6 separate regions of the Mus musculus genome follow, and regions 1, 3, 4, 5 and 6 are each linked to region 2. A link is a contact called in public HiChIP or PLAC-seq and promoter capture Hi-C data. All regions are on one chromosome and are shown on one strand. The core of a region is the stretch at or near the end of the contact, and the rest is flanking DNA. Distances in the headings are between cores, read along the strand shown.

Region 1 (2,806 bases), core at 183-2,682, 540 kb after region 2:
TTATTTATGTGTATCTTCCTAGGTTTTTAAATAATGTGATGGTTTCCAATAACAATTGTAGCTGGATGGTGGTGACACATGCCTTTAATCCCAGGCAGAGGCAGACAGATCTCTTGAGTTCGAGGCTAATCCTGGTTCCAAGACAGCCAGGTCTACACTGATAAACCCTGACTAAAAACAAACAAAAGCCTTTGACTACTAGGCTTTTCACCTTTTTTATATGAAAACTTACCAGGGGATGATAATGCTGGGTGAGCAGCATTGGCGGGGCTGCTTAAGTGGTTCACTTTGTTTTCCTTTCTCCTGATTTTTGTTTTGTTTTGTTTTGTTTGAGACAGGGTTTCTCTGTGTGACTCTGGCTGTCCTGGAACTCAATTTGTAGGCCAGGCTGGCCTCGAACTCAGAAATCTGCCTGCCTCTGCCTCCCAAGTGCTAAGATTAAAGGCGTGCACCACCACCACCCGGCCCTTTCTCCTGATTCTTAACATTAATTTTGATAAGTTCTAGAACTATCCTATGGGATGAATTTTTTGAGATACTATAATTATAAGTGATAATATTTATTAGGATTAAGTAAAATAATGTGAAAATATCTTTCAAACAATAATCTTAAAACGTTACCCATATTTTTCTAAGCAACTTTGGAGGGGTTGGACTTGCTGGAGAAAAATGTTTTGAAAAAGAGGTGTTACTGGACAAGTGAACTGGCTCACTACATCCCTGCCTCACCAGTCAGCCTCAGCAGCAGCTCTGCGTTCCCAGTCTGGCCTCAGTTACATCCAGCCTTATGCTGGGCTTCTTAAAGTCACAGCTTTTGCTGTCACCTGTGCTTTGTGTCAGCCACATTCCAGGGTGGACATGTTGAGCTGCAGCAGCTGCTTCAGGCTAGTAGCAGTCTGTGCCACTTTTTCAGACATCATGGCTTCAGCTGTCTAGTAAATGCTAAGCAGCTGTTGCCCACATAGGCAAGATGATGAAAGACCCATTGACTTAGAGTTGTGTAACGGGGCTGAAGTTACAGAGAGAATGATGGAACTTAGCCCTGCTCACTATCTTGGCACTGTTTTACCAAAATTCTCAGCATAATTTTTGCCACAGCCCGTTTTTACACTTTGTTATATGACTTGTCTGCCTTTACTGTACTTACTAATCATGGGAGAGGAGCTGGGAGCTCAGCCTCTAAGAAGGCATGGGTGAAACTGAGAATGGTTACGTCAAGTCTGAGGCCTCCTCCATTGGTGAGGCTTAGCTGATGATACTCTTTCCTGTAACTCAGGTAACTAATCAAAATGTAGACTGCTGATTGTATGGTGGTGAGCCTCCTTTGAATTCAGCAGTCCTAGAGAACCTTTTGCACGTGATGCTGTTGAAACACCAAATTAGAGTATTTATAAAGGCACATCTCCTGCTTCTCTGTCTAGTGTGCTTGTCTCTACTTCCGTTGTTTACGAGAACACCCACACCATGAAAGAACAGAGACAGGGTGAGAGGAAAAGCTCTAGATTATAAACATTCAAAGTCAAAAGAAAAGGAAACAGCAAACCAGCACTCCTGCTGTGGAGATTGCTTTGTATCTTATATGGCCTTGATCTGTTATCTGGAATGAGTAGGTTATCCCCAGTTAGCCCTGTTTCCTGTGTTCAACCAACAGTCAGATTCACCACAGGATCTGTGAGCATAGACCCACAGGCAACAGATTCCCACAGGCAGCTTCATGGTTGTCATTCTTGAATAAATACACCTTATCTTCCTCCAGAGCTTTCCAAACAAGAAGCATGCATTTTTATGTATTTTTATGAGGGAGCCTCTGAGACACTGTACTAATGACTGGGCTGGAAGTCGTGATATAGACCAAAATGACCTTCACCTCTGCCTGCCTCTGCCTCCCAGGTGCTGGGCTTAAAGGCCTGTGAGCATTTGTTCTTAAGTCAAGAAGCCCATAGCAGGATCGCTAGAAATCTGCATATCAGAGTTCCTGCTTTGTCTTCTAGCAGATCCTTCTGACAGCTTTGAGACACCACAAACAGTATCCAGTAGACGAAAAGACCTTTTTTTTTTAACCCTGTCTTTTAAGAAATCTTTTCCAGAAACCTCTCCTATAGACTTAACCTCATGTTTCATTGGCCATCACGGGGCCTGCCTCAGTTGCCTGCATCTGCAATAGAACTGACATGTTTATCTTAGGTGTTAGGATTTATTCAGAGTTAGGATAGAATTATTCTGTGCCATTCAGACAGAACAGGCCTACCCTTCAGCCCTTGAACAGACTTAGTACTTTGGCAACAAGGTGAAAGGGAAATGGCTATGCCTGCTACAGTTCGGAAGTGGCACAACATTTATGTTAGGCGAATATGTTCGGTATGGGAGCTTGGGAGGCAGGCAAGCAGAACATTCCTTGACTTTCTTTACCTTCATATGGAATTTAGGTGGGGAATGTCTGTAATGTTAGAACCTTGTACCAGTCCTCAGAACCTCATACTAAAAGTTGAGTCTAAGTTTATGTTAGTTTAATCAAAACATTATGTTGTGTACATCGTCTATGAGCATGCCCAGTGTAAAATACTCGCCTTACTTGAGCAAGTTTCCAGTCGAGATGAGAAAATACAATGAAAATAAAGCCACAGAATTGACACTGAGTTGTGGTCAAGTTAGGGCACAGGCTTCATGAAATGAAATTTAATAAGAGGAAAGTGGTTTTTGTGAGTATAAAGGGAAGAGCACAGTACAGATCTGCATAGGAGAAAGTGCCTGCCCTCCTCTTCTAGTCATTTACCGAGAGGGTGACTGGCTGTGTTGTGGTAAACTG
Region 2 (2,870 bases), core at 68-2,567:
ACATATACAGATTATATAAAACAAAGACATTTAATATTTTTGTCCAATCATTCTTTTTTTAAGATTTATTTATTTTATGTATGTGAGTGCACTGTAGCTGTACAGATGGTTGTGAGCCTTCATGTGGTTGTTGGGAATTGAATTTAGGACCTCTGCTCAGTCTGGTTGGCTCCGCTCGCTCCAGTCCAAAGATTTATTTGTTATTATACATAAGTACACTGTAGCTGTCTTCAGACACACCAGAAGAGGGCGTCAGATCTCTTTACAGGTGGTTGTGAGCCACCATGTGGTTGGTGGGATTTGAACTCAGGACCTTTGGAAGAGCAGTCAGTGCTCTAACCGGCTGAGCCATCTCGCCAGCTCTCTCGTTTCATCATTCTTTACTATGTGAGCATCAAATTAGCATATTGTTGGATTGAATTGTGTTGGAATGCTTGATCTTGAATCCAGTTGTTATTGACTACCGGCTTGAATTTCATAAAAGAAACCAATAAAGAAATTTTAGCTTCAACAACTTCTGAAATGACTCTAATGACACTCCTAACATTTTGTGCTATATATGTTTATGAAAAGTGGTATTCTCAGCTCTTGACAATGATAAAATCAAAGTATCCATGTCACAGAGCAACCAAACCCTTCATGACTGAGTTCAGATGCCACTGTTGCCATAAAAATCAACCAAGTCCCTCAACTGACCTGCGACTTCCCCCACCTGAACTCTCTCTGGCCGCTCCCTTGAGGGTTCTTCCTTTGGGGACCTCAACATGTCCTCTTTGTCAATGCTCAAAGAAAGGCCTGATACCTCACCTCTCAGAAGTCTTCGTCTCCCAGCAGCACCCAGAAGAGAAACTTCACTCAGTACACTCCCCTAGTCCCCTAATAGAAGGAACTGCATAACCATTTCCACAAACTCTTGGTTCTAGCCCCTAACTTAACAATTCAATTTTAAGATGGAAAAGAATAAAGTGCTAAATAATACATCCTAAGAAAAGCCAAGAAACAGGATCAAAGTAAGAGGTACAAGGGAAAAGCCACTGCCCAGAGATGGAGTAGAGAGCTGAGCTTTTGAGCGTGGGAGGCTCTGCAGAGGCTGCAACCCCACCCCAACCCCACAGCGGCTGGGGCAGCTTTTTCTCTGCTGAGCTGTCAATCCACTTCACTAATGCTCTTACCACTGAGAAACTGAACGGTGGCCGGAAGCCCAGAGTAGCCCTTTGGGTGGGGTAGTAAATCCTCCAATAGGACTTCTAGTAGTTACTGGAAGGGTCCAGACTTCAAGACCTTTCTTGCTTTCTCATGTTGAAATCTTGAGGATGCTGGGATAGTCTGACGTGTGGTCAGAGCTATGAGGAAGTAACTAACACAGACAGTATCTTTGTCTGCAGTTCCTAGCGGGGTAGCACATCATTCAGGAGACAGCTTCTAGATGATACTGAATCCCAAGAGAGGGGCCTGGCAGATGAATGACATCAGCTAAGGCAACCTGAAGGGCCTCGTGCCACACAACGATAACAGTAAGTACCCTCTATCTCACTTCAGACAGTCTGAAAGGCAGGCTTTTGGAAAAGCATCATCCCCATTGAGAGGATGGCCCTGCCTGACAAATTCTGCTGTGAGGGTGTGGGAGGGGCGCCTTTATGTCTTCTATTTCCCTTAAGAAGTTCAGTCACGTTCAGTCACATGCCTGGCTCGCAGTCTGTTTATCAGGATCAAGCACGCTCTCTGGAGAGCGCAGACAGCAGGATGGGCCGAGCTCGGATGACAGTCTGCCCTGTGGAGATTGACTTTAATGAAGCAAGAATAAACAGGAAGATTAAGTACAAGCAGAAACCAGTGACAAGTTCTGAGCTCACCTCTCTGCTGGAATTGAAGGGCTCTCTGCCGCTGAGCGAGTCTCTGTTAGAGAGAAAGAGGCATCATCTGTTTGGTCGCTAATGATCCTGTTATCCACATCGGGCCCCAGTGTGCGCAAAGAAAAGTTTTCTCTCGATTTAGAGAGCAACTTCTGTATGTTTTATTTATATCTACTCACAAAACAAATTGTTTTCTAAGATTGGAAAAGTTAAGATTGATAAGGGTTGAGAAAATATTTAATAAACTGAAAAATGACATCCTTTTAGGGATTAAGGATTGCTAGTATTACTCTGCTATCTGCACCGAGCATTCACACCTACTCGGGTGTTTGTGGCATAAACGTGGCTAGTTCTGCGGGGAGATCTTACAGAAGGATGACTGTCCTGGAATAAACAGACCAACCAGCTAGTCTTCTTTATAAAGCCACTTCTTAGGGCTTTCTAAACGGATCCTAATACCCGACTGTTTTGGTTCCTCATTTCGTGTATGATTTTTGAAAAGTAACTTTTTAAAAACCTGTTTTGCAAAACAGCCAGTAAGCAAGTCCAGGATTCCCATCGGCCCTCTGGAGATGCCATTTCATTCATATCCTGAGTACCGAGTATTTTCTTTCTTTTTTTCCCCCCCACTATTGTGTTTCTTTTGGAAAAAAAATAGATCTTATTAAAACTGGAATGAAGTCTGAATTAGCTGTAGCACATTCTGCAGTACTTAATTCAACTGGGAGTTGCTTCGTGACTGAGTGTATGTAAATGTGTGTGCCTGAGACCACTGAGGACGCCACAATGTAGCTGACAGTCTTTAACACCTGTACCAGTAGGTGGCGCTCCGATCCAGCCCGATGCTCTACCCTCCCGGTTCTAAGGTTCAGGGAAAGGAAACTAAGCAGGACACTGCTATCTGTCCGAGTGTACCCAAGTGATCAAAGTATACCAGGGATCAAACATTTGCTTTTAAAAGCTAACGTGCACAGCACTACAGTGTCCACATTTAGCAAAGCTACCCGAATGCCCGAG
Region 3 (3,218 bases), core at 590-3,089, 630 kb before region 2:
GTGTGAGACAGAGATGCATCCTCTTCTATCAGGGGATGTTCCCAGGGAGTTATTTTGTGTGTATTTGCCTGTGAGTTATTTTGTGTGTATTTGCCTGTGAGTTATTTTGCATTTGAGTGTTTGTTCTGGTTCTTTATGATAGGCAGGCTGCTCTAGATTACAATTCTGCCTTCACCACCCCAGTGTTAGGATGACAGGTGTGCGCCACTAACATGGCTGCTGGAAGTCTTCTCAGAGCGTTTAAACTGGTAATTTTCAAAATGGCAAAAGGAGGGGAAGGGATGGCTGACGGCTTTCAAGTCGTTTAATACTTTTTCTCCAAGAGGTGCCCGAAAGGACTCAGAAGTGAGTGTCTCTGTTTAAGCTTCCTCTAAAGGATGATAGAGAGAGGGGACAAGTGACCTCACTATGCCTTCTGCAGTAGCTGTAACTCTTTTAAGCAAGCTGTATGACAAAAGCGATTTTTAAGAGGCTGTAAAACTTCACTGAGCCAGGTGTGGTGGTGCAGGATTTTAATTCCAGCACCAGGTGTGGGCAGAGACTATGTGAGTCTGAGGCCTGTCTGGTCTAAAGAGCTGAGTTCCAAGCCAGCCAAGGCTACATAGTAAGAGCCTATCTCAAAAAAAGCAAAAGCAAATTATGTTGAGTTCTTTTGATATTTTAGGAGAAATCAAACGCAAATCATTTGCATGCCTTCTTTGAGAAAAATGGGGTGGGGGTGTAGAAGATTTTGCTTCTCGATCCAACAACTGAAAACAGTAGAAAGTGACAAATGAACAACACAGCACTTTCCGTGTCAACCCCCTCAGCATCTGGGTCAGAGGCTGTGAATGAAGAGAGCACAGGGAAGGAGCCACACACTTTCTGGACTCCGATATGGATCCTTAATCCAAGCCTCAGGTCACAAAAATAATCAGCAACTCCTTCCTGTACTGTAAGGAGCTTGCCCTAAATAGTTCTCAGGCATAATTTAAGCTCGCCGAGGAAAGAAAAGCATGTCTTCTCCTGGATTATACAGTTGACCACACAAAAGACAATTTATGTGTATGGGTGTTCGTCTTCATGTATGTATCTGCAATAGCACGCATGCCTGGTACCCTCGGAGACACCAGGCTAGTATATGGGTATTCTGCAAGTGCAGTCAGTGTTTTTAAGCCCTGAACCAGTTCTCCAGCCCCCACCAACTAATTTTTTAAATGCCTTGATTGCTGGTCATGATGGCCCATGCTTTTGATCCCAACATCCATAAGACAGAGGCAGGAGTTTGAGGCCAGTCTGGTCTACACAGCAAGTTCCAGGCCAGCCACGGTTATATAAGACTGTGGCCCTGTCACAAAGATAAGAGGAGACAGAGTGTGGTGGCTTAGGCATTAAATCCCAGCACTCATGAGGCAGAGACGGTAATTCTCCCGAGTTCAAGGCCAGTCTGATCTACATAGTGAGATCGACTCCAGAAAATAAAAAGTTGATTAGAAAATAGATAATTAGGGATAGAGAAATCCATTGGGGTGGTAAAAAATTGATAATAAAAATTCATTGAGTTATAACTTTTTCCTATTATTGTAAGAACCGTGATGAAACTTCCCACGCGAGGACGTGGCGTGAGGGATGAGCACCGCGGTCACCCGGGAGCTGGTCCTCAGCGATGCACTGCCTCCCTCTGCTCTGTTACCTCCGAGCGCCTCCTCGGCGGGCGCTGTGCGAGGTGTGTCAGGCGGAGTAAAGAATCCAGAATCTTTATTTTTGTCTTTTCCAGCATTGAACACTGGTCAGGGAGGTTTGCTCCTGACCCACCCGGAGACTCATCCGCTTCCGGCAGCACTTCCTGCCGCGGTAGTGCCGGAGCAGCGAAGGGACGGCGGCTCGCGGGGCCCAATCTTAGTGGCATGTGTCCGCCTACAAGAAAGTGAGGGGCGGGCACCGTGGGCTGCAGGTAGCCGGGGAGGATGGAGTCCCAGGCCGCCGACTATAACCCGGCCTCCCGCAATCTCCACGGCAGCTCGGGAGAAATGAAGCTGCGGAGGAGGAAGTCCAGGCAGTACGTGAGCGCGCAGGAGAAACGCTCTCCGCGCCGTGGTGAGTGCCGGGCTCACGGCAGAGCTCGGGGCACCTGGGACTACACAGCGTGGTGGCAATGAGCTCAGGCTCGCTGAACACAGTCTCTTCGCTGTGTTGTGCTGACTGTGCTTAGACGTGTCTCAATCCTCCTGCATCAGTCTCCCCAGTGCTGTGTGGTGATGTCACATCATCACACCTGGCATACAGATTTTCACATAAAATCTTTCCCTACCTCCAAGCACCACCACTGTTGGTAACTAAAGCGAAAATACAGGCTGCCTGCACACTGGGAAAAGCAAACTTTGGAAACAGCCGACCGACTACCTAGTCAGTAACAGTATTTTTGTGTTGGGCAAAGCAGTTTCTGAACCTTAGCATCCTCACAAGTAAAACAGGTTCAGACTCACCAGTGGTTAACAAATTGTGTGTGTGTGTGCGTTGTGTGTTCTTTAGTGGGGTTTGTATCTATTTTTTGCGGTGGGGGGAGGTGTTCGTGGGTTGTTTTCTATTCCCTACAGATTGCTAGGGAATAGAAAACACTCCATGGCCTCAGCAAGCTAGACAAGAGTTCCACCCCTGAGCTAGTGCCTCAGCTAGCTCAGTGGAGTGCTGTGGAAGGTGTTAACAGAGAGGGAGCCAGTGCACCGGGCATGTGGCATTGGGGGGTGGGGGGAACTCGCTCACTTTTATGCCACACTTACTGCTTTGATTTGCTTTCCAGGTCTTCTTGGAGAAAACACTTACCTGGTCTTGTTTACCATCGCTCTGCGAATACTTAACTGCTTCTTAGTGCAGACAAGCTTTGTTCCTGATGAATACTGGCAGTCCCTCGAAGTTGCACACCGCATGGTTTTCAGATATCCTTTATGGTTTCTTTTCCACTCTGAGTGTGTCTTCATCTTAGGAGCTCAGTTCATGATTATATCTTTTCAGTAATTCTTTGAATAATTTCAGCTCAACCAAGTATGCTGTTGTTGTGTGCTGATAGTTACCGTATGTCTCCCTTTGACACAGACTTGACAGAGAAGAAAAACACACACACACACACAAAGAAAATATAGGCATGGTATCACATGACTTTTTAATCCCACCCAGTATTTAGGAGGCAGAAGCAGGTGGATTTCTGAGTTTGAGGCCAGCCTGATCTACAGAGCTAGTTC
Region 4 (2,964 bases), core at 172-2,671, 640 kb after region 2:
CATTTAGGTGCAGGTTCCACTGCAGGCATTTTGAGGTGTCTAAGGCATGGTTAACATGTGTCTGCGCCTGTGTTATATGACACCCTTTCTATCGTCCAGCACAGCCTCCCTTACAGTTTGCCTAATTCCAGATATACCCAAAACCCAGATGTCTTTGCACTGGCAAGCAGTCCCGTTGAGAACACTGTTCATGCAGTTTTATCATCTACAAAGCCCAGACTTGAGAACTAAGCAATCAAGTTTCACAAAAACGTGCAATGTTTTAAGTAGGCTTACTACTTTCTTTTTGTTGGGAGGAGGGACAAAGGTTGCATTCATAACTATACTCGGCTGACTAGGCGTGGAGCATGCCTGGTAGACCCACTGTTTCCAAAGGGGTCCAGGGAGAATAGCTTCCTCCTTTGTCTTCTTTTTAAAGATCACTTGAAAATATTTTTTTTTCAAGTTTTGCCTGCATGTATACCTGTGCGCCACATATATGCAGTACCCGAGGAGGCCAGAAGATGGCACTAGATCCTCCTGGCACTGAAGTTAACAAAGGTTTTGGGAGCTGTCTTGATGGTGCTGGGAATTGAACCAGATCTTATAGAACAGAAACAGATCTTAACTTCTGAGCCATTTCTCCAGCTCTGTAAATAAATACAAGCACGTTTCATCACTGTGCAACTTTTCTTCTATTGCTGTTGCAGTTTTCCTACAAAATAATCACTATTACTTTTTGAAATCTTTTCACGTTACTGTTTTGAGTGACTGAATTTTTGAGTGTTGATTTTATTCAACATGTTTGTCAGTAAACATTTACTTATTAAAATACTGTAAGACACATGCCATTTCTGCAGTCCTTTCTTCAGGAATAACAAGCCGTTGAGTGAGTGCCTCGCTCACTTTACAATGGAGGAAACTGAACTTGGAAATGACACCCTGGCCTTCCCAGTTGGCAATGTAATGCCACCTTCCCTGGAAAACTAACTAAACTAGGGCCTGAGAGTTTGTCTCTAATGTCTGTGCTGCTACCAGGAGCCAGGTGACCTCAGAGCTAGGCCCAGCTTTAGCTTATAGACGTCACTTTGTCACTTCGTGCCTTTTGTGATTTGCTTCTAGGTGACAGAACAAGGCTGAGTGGAAGAATGGGGGGAAACTGAGATCTGGGGTGGGATTGCGGAATAGGGAAAGTTTCCTGGAGGAGGGGTTGTAAGGGGGTGCTGAGAGAGAGAAGAGAGTGGCTGCGGGTGGGAACGGGGTGCTGGTATGGGCGCAGGGAGGTCTCAGGGCGCAGATGGGGCAGGGTTTCAGGGATCGCCCGGGACTGTCCGCGAGGGGCCGCAGTCCTCGGTCCGCCGGGTCCTGGGTCGCTGGGAGGGTCCGGACGCAGACCCGCCTGCTCCTCCTCCCGGGAGGGCGGGCGACTGCAGGGCGGGGCGGGGCTGGCGCGGCCTCCTGGCGACGCGGCGGCCGCTGCTCTCCGGCCCGGCTCTGCGGGCAGCTGCCGGAGCGGGACCCTGGAGGCAGAGGCGGTAAGTGAGCTCCGAGCGGGAGCCCGGAGGGTGTGCGCGGGACCCCGGAGCCCAGACGGTGCCCGGGAACTCGACAGGCTCGAGCTCCTGCAGCTTTGCGCAGTGCTCAGCCTCAGCGTCGGTCGTGGGATCCGGGCGCCGCGGCTGCAGTCCCGGGGCTGGAGGTGCGCTCCTGCCTCCTACGCTGAGCCCAGTACTGCAGACGAGTCGGACAGTTGGTGGCGAGCCTGTACAGGGCTCTAGTGACAGCTGCGGGCGAGCCCCACGGAGCACCGCACTCCCAACCCTTCCCTGCAGTGTTTGATCTCAGTGCTCTTTAAGCCATTCCTTAGAACAGGCTGGTGGCCGCTCCGCTGTCCTGGCCCCGCGTGCCACTGCACTGTCCAGGCAGGTCACCCCGAAAGCCCTTAAACCACGAGAGCACTTTTTTCGCTTTCTGAGGGACTTTTCCAAGTTGCATCACCGTTTGGCTTCAAGGTAGGTGCCTGGCTGTGGTGTTGGACTTACAGAGACTTTTTTTTTTTTTTTTAAGAACTTTGTATATTTACTGTGTGCGTGCCCTTTTACCCCAAGAACCCTTCCAACGCCGAGTACCCTGCTCAAAATACTGTAGGAGTTCTTTTAAAGAGGACTTGGCTTGCAGAGTGGGCTACACACCTGGTGAGATTTAAATCAAAACCAATGAAAAGATTCTCACCTTCCTCGCGCCCCCCACCCCCACCCTGGGTACATCTCTACTCCAGGGGTCTGGGGGTAGTCGGCGGTGGGAACTTTTAAAAAGCGACCCCGGGTGGTTCTGGGTGCAGCCAAGTTTGGAAGAGCAGAGCGCTCAGGCTCCTGACCCACCTCTCCACCAGGGGAGCCTGTGGACGCAGCCTGCTAACCTTAGACCGCAGGTGGTGCCATTTAAAAAATAAAAGTTCTCTTTGTTCCTAATTCTATTTACAGTAAATATTTCCGGGGGCACTTTCTATTTAGGAGGTTGGAGTGTGGGCATTAAATTCTGAAGTCATTGCCAGAGTCAAGGTTATATAGTCCTGTCAGGGAAAACCAAGTGATTCGGAAAAGTGTCTCAGATGAAGAGAACACTTAGGATTTGGTGAGCTTTTGTAGACCTCCTCCTTACACAGGCACGTGTGTACAGACACAAAAGCACTTGTGTTACATAAACGTGGGGATTTTCCTGGGAGTGGAGAGACCCTGAAGGGTTTCATTTGTGAGTTAGTTATTTTTGATGTGTGCTCGCGTCCTCAGGAGCAGCCATGTGTATGTTCCTTGATAGAATAAATAACACCTGAGTTAGGGGGTTAGCGTTTCCAGTACCAAGGCAGAGCTCAGCTCAATCGCCTGTCAGGTGACCTAAGATTGATAGGACAATGGGAAGGCTGAACATCTGTTTGAATCCGGTGGTTTTCTGTCACATATGTTTTATGGGACGTTTTGTCACACG
Region 5 (3,221 bases), core at 15-2,514, 580 kb before region 2:
GGACGCTTAGGCAAGAGAACTCCCAGGTCTAGCCTGGGATATATTAGTATCAGGACAGCCAGAGATACACAGCAAGAAAAAAAAGCCAAAAGCATTAACTCACCCTTAACAACCTTCTCAGTTCCCCTGTGACTTGAGCTTGTCAGAATAGCAAACTACTCACACCAGTTATACATGATAAATATCCCCTGAGAAATCTAAGACCTATTAAGATTGGGATCTTAAAGTTAGTCGGTGGACTCAGAAGGCAGAGGCAAACGGATTTCTGAGTTGGAGGTCAGCTTGGACTACAGTGCAAGTTTTAGGATAGGTGGAGATACACAGAGAAACCCTACCTCAAAAAACAAAAACAAACAAACCAAAAAAACCCAATCCACCCACTCCAAAAAAAAAAAAAAAAGGCGAAAGAAAAAATATTGGGTCTTTAAGATAGTTAGTGCTGACATTTCAAACATTATGTGACCTTGCTGGAAAGGTCTCATAGCACCCCTAACTGAGAATAACCAACTGGTTGCCCTTTCTAGGGACAAGCAGCCCCATACAGCCAATAAAGCAAAAGTGGGAGAGGGCAGTGCATGATGGTTCACCCTTAAGGAAAACACCCCAGCTGGTTGCGGTCTAGAACTCGGGCGCTGCCCCTGGCAGAGTTGGGATAAATGAGAGGTAAACACAAACGACACACGCGCAGCTGCTACTTAGGACAAGCCGTCAGCCTAACAAACGCTGGTAAGGACCCGGAGGGGAAGCGTGAAGAACGGGCGGAGAACAGGCTTCGGGGCTGAATAGGAGTATACTTCTGGGGTGCACACTTTTCTATTCCTGACACCTGGGACCTCCGAGCCGGCTCAGAGTGACGCACGCGGCATCTCAGCATACGGATGCAGCTGCACCTGAATCCCGGGGCGCCCAGCTCCGAGCTCGCGGGGCTGCAGCCTGCGAGCCCGCGCCTAACACCTGCCAGGTCGCGCCCTCCGCCCGAGGTCGCCCGAGGACCAAGGCATCCACCAGGAGAAAGCCTCCCGGCGCTGCGCCCGAAGGTACGAGTTGCAGCCCGCGGCCGCCCCATCAGCCCGACCTGCGCCCCAGGGTCTTACCCGAAGACAGCGCCTCTTCCGCCCGACCGCGCCAGCTGTCACCGTGGCGGCGTCCGCGCTCCAGACGCCAGTGACGCCTCATAAAAACAACAACCTGCTCGCAGGCGTCCGCAGCGGGGAAGCGGTGGCAGGCGCGGCGCAGCAAGGCATGCTGGGACTTGAAGTTCCTCCTACGTCTCCTGCCAGCTCGCGGCGAGCAAAAAGAACTACGACTCCCGAAGATGCGTACGGCCCGCACCCCTGAGGCTACCGGAAGCTGGGCGGAGCGACTGCGGATCTCCACAACATCCGGGCTCCCACGCCTGCAGCCGGTTGCCACGGAGACGGGCTGCCACACTGGAAGACGGAGGGTTTCCACCCACCGTCTTCCTCCCCAGAAATTGTAGTTTACGGGACTCCGATCGTCTTGCTGTTGCTTTCCGTCGGTTCTGTAAGAAGACTGGGCCCTACGCCTTCGCCAGACTTCTCGCTATCAGGAAAGAGTTGCTTTTGCCGAAGAGATTAAGATGGCGAGAGAGACAGACTGCGACTTGGTGGGTTTGGGCAGAGAGCTAGATGCTTTTGAAAGTCGAATTCATAATAGTGTTTGAGGCACCATCTACTCCCACTCACTAGTCACCAAGCTGTTATATTTACAAGTTTAAATGCACGATCCACAAAGTAATTACTCTGAAGGTGTATAGGAGGCACCTCACTACAAATGATCTTTTGTCCAGGATGGTTTTTGTTTTGCATTATCTATTTGCAGTCGTGGGGATCGAACTCAGGGACTTGTGCATGGTAGGTAATCTCTGTTCTACTGAACTACACCTCCCAGCCCTAGAACCTTCATGTTTTTGTCACTTAGAGTATGCCTAGTCTAAAAGGATGGAAGAGGGTGAATAGGAGTGCACTCACCCCAGAGGGAAGTTACCGTTCCTCTGTCCCCTACCTGTCTAGTGAGTAAACAGTAAAGGAAACCATTCAACAAGCTGATGTTGGGCAAAAGCTAGTTCACATTTAGATCTGATATTTGTGTTGCTGTAACTAGGGATTGAACCTCAAGCCTCACACAAGCTAAGAAAGCCCTCTACAAAGGAGGTAGATCCCTAACCCCTCGTTTTTGTTTGGGTGAGAGGGGAGTTCTGGGTGGTGGGTTTTTTTTGAGACAGAGCTTCTCAGAGTAACTCGGGCTGACTTTAAATTCTTTGTGTAGCTGGCACTGAATTCCAGAACCCCTTGCCTTTATTTCCCAAGTGTTAGGATTACAGGCCTATGCTACTACACTCTGCTCTTCCAACTTGGTGAACAGGCGAAAATTTAAATAACAAAGCTGGCTTTACAGTGAGTGGGTTTGTAAAGTGGTACTTACTTTGATTACTTATGAGCTGTAGACGAGATAGCACGGTCCCCCATGACTTGGTGTAGATAAGACACCTGGTGACTTGGATTATTGAAGTGACTTTTTAAAATCATTAAATCTAGACCTGAAGGTGATTGTGTTAGTCAGGGTTCTCTAGAGTCACAGAACCTATGGATAGTCTCTATATAGTAAAAGAATTTATTGATGACTTACAGTCCCCAGCCCAATTCCCAACAATGGTTCAGTCGCAGCTGTGAATGGAAGTCCAAGGATCCAGCAGTTACTCACTCAGTCTCACACAGCAAGCAGGCGAAGGAGCAAGAGCAAGACTCCCTTCTTCCAATGTCCTTATATTGTCTCCAGCAGAAGGTGTAGCCCAGATTAAAGGTGTGTTCTACCACACCTTTAATCCCGGATGACCTTGAACTCGGAGATTTAATCCTCTGGAATCCATAGCCACTATGCCTCAAGATCTCCATACCAAGATCCAGATCAGAATCTTCTATCTCCAAGCCTCCAGATAAGGGTCACTGGTGAGCCTTCCAATTCTGGATTGTAGTTCATTCCAAATATAGTCAAGTTGACAACCAGGAATAGCCACTACAGTGATTTAGGGCTTTTTGTTTTGTTTTGTTTTGTTTTGTTTATAATGTAGAATAGAGTTTATTTAGGGCTTGTGGAGGGGAGTTAAGAGAGTAGTAGAAGCAGAGAAAGGCAGAGAGAAGGAGAGAGTAGAGAAGTAGAGACCAGCCATGACCATGTGGAGAAAGGAGGAAGGGAAAGGG
Region 6 (3,089 bases), core at 554-3,053, 920 kb after region 2:
TCCCTCTGATCTATATTTTCACCTTATCAGTTATAATCTTGTCAGTGTATGTGAGGGAGCTCAGTAAAGAAACTGCCAACATGACTGCTCTGTTATTAGGCTTGGGATTTTTCATTGTGGAATAAGAAAGAGAAACCATCCAGAGGCATCGGAAGGGTCCAGAGCAGAGAGAAAAAGCAGATTGGACATGATTGGGGTAGGGATACAGCAGAGGGGAAGAGAATAATGGAAATAGCAAGAGATAAGTTATAGTGAGAGAGCACAAGAGAAGTGTGGAGTGAAGAAACCACATGGATTAGAAGTAGGAAGATCAGCTGTAGGGAGGACTCCTTCTGGGGATGGTAAAAACACCTCACAAGTTCTTGAAGAATATTGGCTTTTATCTAATCACCAAAAATTCTTCTATCTTCCAAAATGAGTTCATATCTGATATATGGGCTTCCTGAAACCTAACTGTCCAGAACTAACTACATGCTGTGGTCTCTTAGATCTCTTAGCAATGCTTCAAAGATAATTGTTTCGAAGTCCATCAGGTATAAGTGTTATAAAAACAATGAAATGTGACTCTCCCTGAGAAGCCCATGCCCATCTCTGGGTATATGTTCCATTTGAGCACTTTTATATCTCTGAACACTCATACTTAGGCCTGTATGAAAATATTTTTTATTAGACTCCTATTCTCCTAGTCCTGAATATTTTCAGCATCAAAGTTACAAACCCTGGTTTGAAATCCCTAAAAGATTAGAGGAATTTCTCAGGCCGTGGAAGTCAAGAGTGGAGCCGTTCTTCCTTTCTATTCCCTTTGTTAATATGGCTTAATAAGCCCACTCTTAAGAGAAATGAGAGTTTATGTTGACATGAACATCTATTAAAAATGTTGACAGTGACTTGATCTGTGATCATTAAGAACTGAAAACAACTCAAATATCCTTCAGCATAAACACACAACTCACAATGCAATACTGCCTAGCAATAAAAAAGGGGCAGGGCAGCAAAGCCCGAATCAGAAACTGTCCAACTACTTGCCAAAGACGCTGTACTATTTTGCATCCTCTGCTCCCCCATTAGCAGTCTGTAGGAATCTCAGTCGCTCTTCATTATTTCCAACAGTTGACATGGTCGACCTTTCTAATTCCTGATATTCTGACTTGCTCAAATATTCAAATCTTGTTTTGTTTGAGACAGAGTCACTTTGCAACCTCGAATTCACTATGTAGATCAGGCTGGCCTTGAACTCAGTCAGCCAGACTTAAAGGCATGCACGACCATACCTGACTATATTGTTTCTAATATGCATTTTATTATAGCTAGCTATATTGGTCACTTGTTATTTTTTGAAGACTAAATTATGTTAATGTGTGTGTGTTTGTGCGCAGGTGTCTGGAGAAGCCAGAGTTTGTGAAGTGCCCTGGAGCTGCAGTCTAAAGGCATTTGTAAGCTACCCAACAGGGGCACTGGTACCCAAACTCTGGCATACTGCAAAAGCAGTATGCCCTCTTAGCCACTGAGCCATCATTATAACCCCGTTATTTATTTTAACTGTGATTAATGTCCATTCAGGAATCCCTGTAAATTTTTTGTCCAAAACTTTGATTGCTTAATCGTAGATGCGACGCTCTATTACTTTCGTCATATTTTACTTATTAGAAGTGAGTTTGTAAGTCTTTGACTTGAGTGTCCTATATTTCCCAGTGCACAGGCGAAAAGCCGGGAAAGCAAAAGGCCCATCCAGAGAAAGCCCGCCAAACCCAGACGCCTTGGCGGTGATGTAACTTCCGCCCCTGCACGCTTCCTCGGGCGTCCCCTCGTCCTGGCCTGTCCGTTTCCGGCATTTCAATAAAGCTCCCTTCGGCTCGGAGAAGCCGTGCTCTTCCGGGAAAATGGCGACTCCCGCTCGCGCTCCAGAGTCGCCGCCGGCCGCGGAGCCAGCGCCCGCCGTGGGCCCCGCCGGGGATCCCTGCCCGCCGCGCCAGCCGCAGCCCGTGCGCAATGTTCTCGCTGCCCCGCGGCTTCGAGCCCCCAGCTCCCGAGGACTTGGGGCGGCAGAGTTCGGCGGAGCTGCGGGAGAGGTTGAGGCGCCAGGAGAGACTTTTGCGCAACGAGTAAGCGGTGGCCCTGGGGTCGCGGTTGCGGGGGATCGGGATCAGGGAACAGGCTCTCAGGGATCGGGATCCGGGGACTTGGTCTCCCGCCCCGCCCCGCGGCCTGGCGCGCGAAGGTGACCTTGCGTGGCCAGGCCTCCCGAGCCAGGCCTGTCCTGTGCGCGGGCATGGCTCCATGCTGCCCGGCCCTCACTCGGCAGCCGCGCCTGCTCGATTTCATGTTCGCACTACAGCTTTGAACGAGCTCCGGTACCAAAGCCTCTTGATCGGAACGTGTGGGATTTCCTTCTCTCTATCTGAAGCCCCACTCTTTCCCCAACCATAGATTTGGAGAGCGGGCTGGAAAGTTTGGTTCATGCGTAGTGGGGAGAAGATGATAGCTGATTGCCTAAAGGCAGCTTTGTTTAGGAACAGGATTGAAGGAAGACGCCAAAAGGATATTTTCTGAGAGGTTTTTTTTTCAGCAAGGAGGGAAAAATGGACCATGAAGGCAATCGAGGGATTGGGGGAACTGGTGTAATAATTTGGAGACAAATATATATTAATAGTTAACAGGTGGTTGAAGTTTCTGGGGAGCAACAAAGAATAATGGGAAAATTGGGAGAGAGGGATGGATTTTAGGTTAATTTTTTATTTTGGGCGTATTCAGTTGAGGGAGTAATTGCAGGCATTTAGTTAATTAAAAGCCAACCGATTAAAACCCAGAGGAATGAGTATTAGGCACAAGAGAGAGAAGGCTGAAAAAAACCGAGAGGAACTCAGTTGCAGAGAGGCATTAATACTGTTGAAAACGTGGGAATAAATGTATCAGGAAAAATAGAGGACCCAAGGTTTAGCCCCCTTCTCCTGTTTGTTATATAACCAAGGAAAAGAACCAGAAAGGGAATTTTTGTCACTGAGGGAAAGGAGCCAATGACCATTTGGCAGGAGGGGTTCCTACTAGAAACAGGTAGGTATTTTGACTTTTCAAGATTGGGTTGTTAATTT

Evidence for each region. Promoter capture Hi-C pulls out the DNA fragments that hold promoters and counts their contacts. HiChIP or PLAC-seq counts read pairs in DNA pulled down with a chosen protein or histone mark.
Region 1: an H3K27ac HiChIP or PLAC-seq map of T-cell acute lymphoblastic leukemia shows a contact between it and region 2, with 6 times the contacts expected there. The contact joins the enhancer-like site here to the promoter of BC065403 in region 2. A contact is called at or near these places in 4 of 484 Hi-C or Micro-C datasets (pro-B cells, stem cell-derived neural stem cells, tail fibroblasts and 1 more), 5 of 115 datasets of contacts at active chromatin or transcription factors (the NIH/3T3 cell line, T-cell acute lymphoblastic leukemia, embryonic basal ganglia and 2 more) and 1 of 9 other capture datasets (embryonic stem cells).
Region 3: a promoter capture Hi-C map of erythroid cells shows a contact between it and region 2, with 12 times the contacts expected there. The contact joins the promoter of Pigb here to the promoter of BC065403 in region 2. A contact is called at or near these places in 2 of 39 promoter capture datasets (erythroid cells and liver).
Region 4: a contact with region 2 is called in an H3K4me3 HiChIP or PLAC-seq map of bone marrow-derived macrophages, with 8 times the contacts expected there. The contact joins the promoter of Cgnl1 here to the promoter of BC065403 in region 2. A contact is called at or near these places in 2 of 39 promoter capture datasets (cranial neural crest and frontonasal cranial neural crest), 1 of 15 datasets of contacts at CTCF or cohesin (the NIH/3T3 cell line), 4 of 115 datasets of contacts at active chromatin or transcription factors (bone marrow-derived macrophages, embryonic hindbrain, embryonic midbrain and 1 more) and 1 of 9 other capture datasets (embryonic stem cells).
Region 5: a promoter capture Hi-C map of erythroid cells shows a contact between it and region 2, with 19 times the contacts expected there. The contact joins the promoter of Ccpg1 here to the promoter of BC065403 in region 2. A contact is called at or near these places in 1 of 39 promoter capture datasets (erythroid cells) and 1 of 9 other capture datasets (pancreatic islet).
Region 6: a contact with region 2 is called in a promoter capture Hi-C map of liver, with 10 times the contacts expected there. The contact joins the promoter of Polr2m here to the promoter of BC065403 in region 2. A contact is called at or near these places in 2 of 39 promoter capture datasets (hippocampal neurons and liver) and 1 of 115 datasets of contacts at active chromatin or transcription factors (bone marrow-derived macrophages).

The regions. Positions count from the first base shown.
Region 1 is chr9:71,873,052-71,875,857 of GRCm38.p6, reverse strand. All of the region lies in intron 13 of Tcf12 (transcription factor 12), which reads left to right. Among named protein-coding and RNA genes, the nearest start is that of Cgnl1, 100 kb to the right of the region's middle. Within about 2 kb of position 1,432, at least 38 of the 459 cell types and tissues checked have an H3K27ac peak or open chromatin away from gene starts, as enhancers often do. A contact at or near this core is called in T-cell acute lymphoblastic leukemia, where this site is marked.
Region 2 is chr9:72,408,314-72,411,183 of GRCm38.p6, reverse strand. It overlaps BC065403 (cDNA sequence BC065403), which reads left to right and starts at 1,317. Exons shown (of 2, transcript NR_152222.1): 1 at 1,317-1,514; 2 at 1,696-2,540. It overlaps Gm27230 (a long non-coding RNA gene), which reads right to left. Exons shown (of 8, transcript XR_003948355.1): 6 at 1,854-1,896; 7 at 1,173-1,771; 8 at 289-467.
Region 3 is chr9:73,038,320-73,041,537 of GRCm38.p6, reverse strand. It overlaps Pigb (phosphatidylinositol glycan anchor biosynthesis, class B), which reads left to right and starts at 1,839. Exons shown (of 12, transcript NM_018889.3): 1 at 1,839-2,076; 2 at 2,780-2,915. The coding sequence starts at 1,947. It overlaps Pigbos1 (Pigb opposite strand 1), which reads right to left and starts at 1,820. Exons shown (of 2, transcript NM_001308425.1): 1 at 1,673-1,820.
Region 4 is chr9:71,770,059-71,773,022 of GRCm38.p6, reverse strand. It overlaps Cgnl1 (cingulin-like 1), which reads left to right and starts at 1,421. Exons shown (of 19, transcript NM_026599.5): 1 at 1,421-1,514.
Region 5 is chr9:72,983,547-72,986,767 of GRCm38.p6, reverse strand. It overlaps Ccpg1 (cell cycle progression 1), which reads right to left and starts at 1,264. Exons shown (of 9, transcript NM_001286544.1): 1 at 1,095-1,264. Ccpg1os (cell cycle progression 1, opposite strand) reads left to right here and starts at 1,392. Exons shown (of 2, transcript NM_001198789.1): 1 at 1,392-1,627. The coding sequence starts at 1,601.
Region 6 is chr9:71,484,697-71,487,785 of GRCm38.p6, reverse strand. Polr2m (polymerase (RNA) II (DNA directed) polypeptide M) reads left to right here and starts at 1,803. Exons shown (of 4, transcript NM_178602.3): 1 at 1,803-2,102. The coding sequence starts at 1,990.